Linked DNA regions of Pan troglodytes: region 1 is linked to region 2. Evidence: chromatin contacts called from public HiChIP or PLAC-seq data. All regions are on one chromosome and are shown on one strand. Each heading gives the region's core, a stretch centred on a gene start, on an enhancer-like site or on the middle of the called end of the contact. The rest is flanking DNA. Distances are from core to core; before and after follow the strand shown. Region 1 holds the start of ABL2 (ABL proto-oncogene 2, non-receptor tyrosine kinase). Region 2 holds the start of AXDND1 (axonemal dynein light chain domain containing 1).

Region 1 (3,687 bases), core at 21-2,520, 140 kb before region 2:
AGATCAAAATAATAGGTTTCAGACTACAGGGAGCATACATACATGTATGTATGTATATGGGCACACGCACACACTACAAAGGAAAACTTGTTCATATCCTGACTGACGTCCTAACCATGCCCACCAACCTCTAGCCCTTGCCAGCAATCTCAGAATTGTGTGTCCTACTCTGAAGCATAGTACAGAGGCTTTGGCAAAGCCTTTCATTTCTAGTAAAAACGAAATACAAAACAAAACAAACCACAAAAGCATGTCAAAAGTGATAAGATGATGCTACCTTCATCTTCCCTACAGAAAAGCATTTCAGGACACTGTCCACAGTTCACTATCCTGACACTGCTCATCACCTAACGTAAACACATACCTTGTACTCCACAATCTCCTGAAATTCAGTTCCCATTTCCCAATCCCTTAGGATACAACCCATTTCCCCTTCACTAACGACGGGTTTATGCTCCCACCTCTGGGACTGAACTAATACTGCCCTTCATCCTTCCCTCTCCTGAAGCTGCCATTCACTTTCTTTCTGCAGCCGCATAGTCCCGTCCCAGAGTAGAGGACAGACCATCCAGGGTCCCCAAGCCCACTTCTCTTTCCTTCTCCGCCCCCGGGATCTGCCAGCCAGGCTAGAGACGCGAGGGGGGAGGGGTGTGACTCGCCTCCCAGGACTGGACCAGATGGCAGCGGATTCCGCCCCCACTCTCAGGCACCCTCCACCCTCCGACCCCCCTGGCAGCCCGTCCGCCACCCACCCCGCCCCGACCCCACCCCCGGCCTCCCCCACGCTCTCATGCCGGCTCCCGGACACACTCACCATGCTGGGTGAAGATATTGAAGCCGGTCTCTGTGGTGCGCCCCGCCGGGTCCCGCCTGCGGCCGGAGGGCCTGGCTGCACTGCTGCCCCGGATCCCGCGGGGCTGAGGCTGCTGGAGCCCCGGAGCTTCCCCGACGCGGCCCACCTGCTGCCCCATCCCTGCTCTCGCGTACTCCCGCGCCCCCGCCGACCCCTGGTCACATTCCTCCTCGGCTCCGGCCTCGGGCTCCTGGCGCTGCTCCGGCCTCTCCCTCCCAGCCCAGGCCCTGGCCCTGAGCGGCTGGGCCACCGGCGGCTCCGCACCCGGCCTCCTCACGGCAGCCGCCGCGCTGCCTCCAGGCGACTCACAGATTCTGCTTTTCCCTCCTCCTCTCGCGGCTCCGCGCCCCCAACGCCGCCGCCGCCACCGCCGCCGCCATCTTTAAACCACCGAGCGCTGGGAAAGCGTGGGACAGAGCGTCTCCCGCCCCCCGCCCGCCAGTCACCTCCGCCGCTGGGAAGGAGGGCTTCCCGGCTGCCGCCCCGCCCTGCCGCGCCGCGCCCCCCGCCCCCGCCCCCGCCTCCTCGCAGGGTGGGTCCCCCAGTGCCCACCTCATTTGCCGGCCACCGCTGCTTGAGGTCTTTCGTCCTCCGCGTCCTGTCGCCGCACCTCGGCGTCCCCCCCCTCAATCCGCCTCAGCCGACCCCCTCCCGCGTTCGGCTCCACACGCTACCGCCTTTGGGGTTGGTCGGTCTCCGGCCTTCCCCATCCCACCTCCACCTGTCAAATGAGTGAGTCGAGGGCTGAGTGCCCCCGCGTGCGCAGCTCAGGTGCAGGCACAGGTGGGGCAGAAAAGCACAAGGCATTTATTTGGTCCTTGCCATCCAGTTGAGGAGCTCTAAAATACCCAGGGGGATCTCTTTTAAACACCCTTGTCAGCAGCAGGCCTCCAGTAAAAATTAAAATGGTATAAAATTTACAAGAAGAGAGTAAAATGCTACCTTATTTGATTTTAATTTTTGGAGATTATTTCATGATGTTAAATCGCACTGGCCTGGATTGTGTGCCTTCTATAGTCTCATTGGGGACGCAATTGTAGCCCCATTCCTCATACTATATTACCATGAATTCCTCTTGAACTCCTTTACCATCTCACCATATGTGAGTTTCTGTTTCCTTACAATGCCTGACAGTAAAGTTAATCTTCCCACTGGCATCCTTTATACACTGTGCACGTGGTCAGGTCTTCTTTTGATGACAAAGGAGAAAAAATATATATCTTTGACTCTGTTTCTGAGTCAGAACTTACTCATGTTAGCTTATGCTGTCTAAAAAGAGTGAATGAGGCAGAAAAGAAGCGTTTTATACATACACATATACTATATACAATTGACTCGCCATCCCCCTCTCCCACTGTGTTTACTTGCATCTTAATGTTAATTCAATTTTTTTTAATTCTCAAAAAGCTTGATCATTCTCCTGTTATTCTTTTGGCTTCCCAATTTGCTTTATAAAAAGTATCAGTTAATGGAGGTACTACACTGAAATTTTGCTTAAATTAGACAGGACGGGAGCCACTGCAAAGAAGGAACAAAACAACCACTGGAAATGTAGGGTTGGGAGAAGAGGTGGATGAAGCTCTCCTTTGCATATCTTTCCTGAACCAGGTTGACCTTAGATGAACCGTCCACTGACGTAGATATTGCCTGTTGTAAAAGCACTATGAAATTATTCCATTGCCATCCAGGGTGTGGCCAGAAATAACTGAAATTAACTCCAAAATGGGAACGGAAACACTATGTGTAAACACTGGATAAAATATGAATTTTCCATTTGGATTAAAGTTTCCCTGTGTTTAAAATACCTGTCTTTTCTTCTAATTCCCAGTGTTTGCAACTACTGAAAAAAATTCATTCGAAAGGGATAAAGATGTCACAGAGCCAGAATTTGGTTTACTGTTTGATTTTTATTATGGGAGAAAATTTTAATTTGGGGATAATGGTTTGGTTTCTCTGCTAATTCATGCATACTATATAAAGATAGATGAATATATGGGTTGAACATCTCAAATCTGAAAATCCAAAATGCTGCAAAATTCGAAATTTTTTGAGCACCAATATGATGCCAGAGGTGGAACATTTCACGTAAGTACTTAACATAAACTTTGTTTCATGCACAAAATTTTTAAAATATTGTATTAAATTGCATTCAAGCTATGTGTATAAAGGTGTATATGAAACATAAATGAGTTTTGTGTTTAGACTTGGGTCGCATCCCCAAGATATCTCATTATGTGTATGTAAATATTCCCAAATCTGAAACACTTGTGGTCCGAACATTTCTGATAAGGGCTGCTCAGCCTGCAGTAGAGTGCGGTGGCTAAGGGCAGGGGCTCTGAAGCCAGACTGCTGGGGTTCATAACTTGGCCCTGATACTTATGGACTATTTGATCTGCGCAAAGTACATAACCTTTTTGTGTCTCAGTACATTATCTGTAAACTGATGATGATAACAAATAGTATCTACCTTATAGGAATATTGTGAAAATTAAATTAGTCAATATATATGTATAGTACTTAAAACAGTATTTGGCATATAACTGGTGTCATATATGCATATACTATTAATACAAAAAACATAATGGTTTTAGGTTTTACAAGCCTAACTTTTTCAAATTTTATATATATATACACTTAGATCATGGGACAAATTATTAAGTATTTATTCAGGTGAGCCCCCTCTACCTGCCACCCTGTATATAACTAAAAACAAAAACACCAGCCAACCAATAAAAATATGTAGAATCATATAATCCCTTTATTCATCATACCTACCTGGTTAACACCAGCAAAGTGTACGTGAAGTATTACATAATATCTTTGTTTTACATATG
Region 2 (4,032 bases), core at 475-2,974:
GAGTTGCTATGGTTCAAACTCCTCTGACATTATGTATGATCACCATACCACAGCACAAGACAGAAAAGAGACCTTTGATGTCTCACAGATCTAATCACTTCCTAAATCCTTTAGATTATACTTTATGTGTTTTTCTAGAATGTGTTCACTTATTTCTATCTGCTTTCTTAATACTGTACTTGGATTTTTTTGAACTAGGTTAAGAATACAAAAGATGGATAACTTTGTGTGCTCTATAATGCTATTGTGTGTATTTTAATTCTTTGAAAAATTAGGGTAACGGGAGATAAGGCTAAAAGGCTAAAATGCTAACACACCCAACATGTTTGATCGGAAGAGTTCAAAGGGACCACGTAGACTTGTTTTGAACCCTTTGCTCGAATTTCTCACAGCTATTACTCTCAAAACCAGAAAATAGCCGTAATTCTGTCAACACAGAAGAGAACTGTCCAACAGATTTTCATGTTTGTCCAGGCACTGTACTTGGTGCTAAGGAATATGGTGATTGAATAAGATAAAGTTTCCTCCCTGTCTGGAAGCAACTAGACGCTGGGCTTCTCCCAGCGGTTCATTATTTGGCACTAAATCTCTGCCTTAATATGAAACGATCCGGCTCATGCCTGTAATCCCAGCACTTTGGGAGTCCGCGGCGGGTGGATCACCTGAGGTCGGGAGTTCGAGACCAGCCTGACCAACATGGAGAAACCCCGTCTCTACTAAAAATACAAATTTAGCTGGGCGTGGTGGCGCATGCCTGTAATCCCAGCTACTAGGGAGGCTGAGGCAGGAGAATCGCTTGAACCTGGGAGGCGGAGGTTGCGGTGAGCCGAGATCGCGCCATTGCACTCCAGCCTGGGCAACAAGAGTGAAACTCCGTCTCAAAAAAGAAAAGAAAAGAAATGATCCCTCACCGAACCGAGCCTCAGTGCAGTGCGAAGGCTCTGATGATACTCTTTTTTTTTTTTTTTTTTTTTTTTGAGACGGAGTCTCGTTCTGTTGCCCAGGCTGGAGTGCGGTGGCGCCATCTCGGCTCACCGCAACCCTTGCCTCCCCGGTTCAAGCGAATCTCCTGCTTCAACCTCCTGAGTAGCTGGGATTACAGGCGCGCGCCACCTCTCTTGGCTAATTTTTGTGTTTTTAGTAGAGACGGGGTTTCACCATGTTGGTCAGTCTGGTCTCGAACTCCTGACCTCGTGATCCACCGGCCTCGGCCTAAGAAAGTGCTGTGATTACAGGCGTGAGCCACCAGCCGCTGATGGTATTCTTTCCTGAGGGCAGGTTTTCACGCCAGAAGCCCCGACAATTATACCTGAGCTGGTTCCACCTAAGCTCAATCCTCCTTCCCTGCCCCCAGGGGCTGAAAAATCTGGGCCCAGGAGGCCTTCCTTGTGCTCTGGGGGGAGGCATTTAAGGGTCCAAGGAAGACGTGACCGAAATGTAAAGCACTGGACGGCTTACCCAATAAGGGACCCAGCGTTTCTTATTACCCAACATCCCCCTGAGTTTGGCTTTTAGAAAAATATGCAAAGCGTCCGGGCGCAGTGGCTCACGCCTATGATCCCAGCACTTTGGAAGGCCGAGGCGGGCGCGGTCAGGAGTTTGAGACCAGCCTGGCCAATATGGTGAAACCCCGTCTCTACTAAAAATACAAAAATTAGCCGGGCATGGTGGCCCCCGCCTGTAGTCCCTCGGGAGGCTGAGGCAGGAGAATCGCTTGAACCTGGGAGGCGGAGGTGGCAGTGAGCTGAGATCGCACCACTGCACTCCAGCCAGCGCGACAGAACGAGACTCCGTCTCAAACAAAACAAAACAAAACAAAATATAAAATTAGCCGGGCATGGTGGCGTCTGCCTGTAGTCCCAGCTGCTTGGGAGGCTGAGGCAGGAGAATTGCTTGAACCCAGGAGGTGGAAGTTGCAGTGAGCCGAGATCGCACCATTAAACTCCAGCCTGGGCGAGAAGAGGGAAATTCCGTCTCAGGGGAAAAAAAAAAGAAAGAAAGAAAAAGAGAAAGAAAGAGAAAGAAAAATACGCAAAGCAACAAAAAAGAGAGCTAGAAAGATGGAAACAACTCAGAAGACCCTTGCTTAACCCGCGTGCGTCACGGGCTACAGGGGTCGGCCCCTCGAGCTAACCCCCACCGGCGCCTGCGCACTGGCCTGGCCCGCGGCAGGAAGCCCCGGCGTGAGACACTTTCGGATTCCGTGACAACGGCCGGATTAAACGTTTTTCTTCTCCTTTGCTACTGAACCTATGCTGTGACTTAGAACAGAAGAAACTCCGAGAGGCTGTAGGGATTGTCTTAGCTGTCTCCCTCCTCCGCCGGCACCGCTGAAGGCAGCCCCTATCGAGGGCGCTAAACCTCGGGGCCCTGGGTTTCTATGACGACAAACAGGCGTTCCAGCAAAGGAGGAAGTGAGCGGATGCTGGGCGGGTACGCAATGTGTGGGTAGGATCGCGGGTGTCCCTTTCCCGTCATTTTAAACCAAGAAGCAGTGCGAGGCCTGCCCAACTCGCGAGTTTGTGGAACTGGCGCGCGAGAGCGCTGCCTGTGGGGAAGGTCGGGGTCCCCAGCCGAGCCGCCTGCAGCGAGTGTCCCCCACCAGGGGTGCCGGCGGTCTGCGGGGTCCGCCGAGCGGGTCCTTCCTGCCCTGCTCCTTGACCCTGACCTGACGGTCCACTAAGGCTTCTTAGTAGCGACAGATAACCCCAGAACATAGAGGTCGCCCCAAAAAAGGAAAACCATGCTAGATGAATTCTAAATTGCGATCTGAACCTAAGTACTCAATAGTTGTCATCTTTTTTTTTTTTTTTTTAATCTTTTTTCCTCTGCCTGCAGGACTATGTGGCAGCCTGCAAGTCCCAGTGCGGCGCTGATTTGTGTCTAAATTAGCTTTCCGGAGGACTATTTCAAATTACTAAAGAGATAGGAGGCATTGTTTATTATGTCTCTCCCGAAAACGCCCTCCACCCCGCTAAACTCTACATCAACATCTGAGAGCAAAAAGTTAAAAGTGTCTGTAGCCAAGGAAGGGACAAGAGGTAAACTTCGTTGATTCTGAAGTCATAAACAGTCATGGCCGTAAGACAGAAATCACCTTCCATTCACCGGTTTTTTAAATCTGATATTCAGAATGCCTTGATTGGCTACATTTTTCTAACACACTTGCTTAAATAAAGCAAGAAGTCATTCCTTTTACAGTATTTTGAGTCAGAGTACTGTTTCACTACTCCATCTAAATACAGTTTATAATTTTTTTCAAATGTTGATTTATATATGGTTTTAAATTCAACCTATTTTAAATATCAATAGTTATGTATTTTTTGGTTCCTGGTCTTTGGCTTTAAGGAACTTTGGAAAAAGTAATAGTGAGGCAGGGCGCGGTGGCTCAAGCCTGTAATCCCAGCACTTTGGGAGGCCGAGGTGGGCGGATCACTTGAGGTCAGGAGTTCGAGACCAGCCTGGCCAAATATGATGAAATCCTGTCTCTACTAGAAATACAAAAATTAGCCGGGCATGATGGCTCGCGCCTGTAGTCCCAGCTTACTCTGGAGGCTGAGGCAAGAGAATCGCTTGAACCCAGGAGGTGAGGTTGCAGTGAGCCAGGATCGAGCCATTGCATTCCAGTCTGGGAGACAAGAGCAAGACCCCATCTCAAAATAAATAAATAAATAGGCCGGGCACAGTGGCTCACACCTGTAATCCCATTTGGGAGGCTGAGGCTGGTGGATCACGAGGTCAAGAGATTGAGACCATTCTGGCCAACATGGAGAAACTCTGTCTACTAAAAATACAAAAATTAGGGGGGGCGTGGTGGCTCGTGCCTGTAGTCCCAGCTACTCAGGAGGCTGAGGCAGGAGAATCGCTTGAACCCGGGAGGTGGAGGTTGCAGTGAGCCGAGATTGCGCCACTGCACTCCAGCCTGGCAACAGAACGAGACTCCGTCTCAAATCACGAGGTCAGGAGTTTGAGACCAGCCTGACCAACGTGGTGAAACCCCGTCTCTACTAAAAATACAAAATTTAGCCTGGT

Evidence for each region. HiChIP or PLAC-seq counts read pairs in DNA pulled down with a chosen protein or histone mark.
Region 1: a contact with region 2 is called in an H3K4me3 HiChIP or PLAC-seq map of stem cell-derived excitatory neurons, with 2.9 times the contacts expected there. The contact joins the promoter of ABL2 here to the promoter of AXDND1 in region 2. A contact is called at or near these places in 1 of 7 Hi-C or Micro-C datasets (stem cell-derived neural progenitor cells) and 1 of 1 datasets of contacts at active chromatin or transcription factors (stem cell-derived excitatory neurons).

What each region holds. Positions count from the first base shown.
Region 1 is chr1:69,889,061-69,892,747 of NHGRI_mPanTro3-v2.0_pri, reverse strand. ABL2 (ABL proto-oncogene 2, non-receptor tyrosine kinase) reads right to left here and starts at 1,270. Exons shown (of 11, transcript XM_009439074.5): 1 at 815-1,270. The coding sequence starts at 971.
Region 2 is chr1:69,752,924-69,756,955 of NHGRI_mPanTro3-v2.0_pri, reverse strand. AXDND1 (axonemal dynein light chain domain containing 1) reads left to right here and starts at 1,724. Exons shown (of 25, transcript XM_054656308.2): 1 at 1,724-2,433; 2 at 2,839-3,041. The coding sequence starts at 2,945.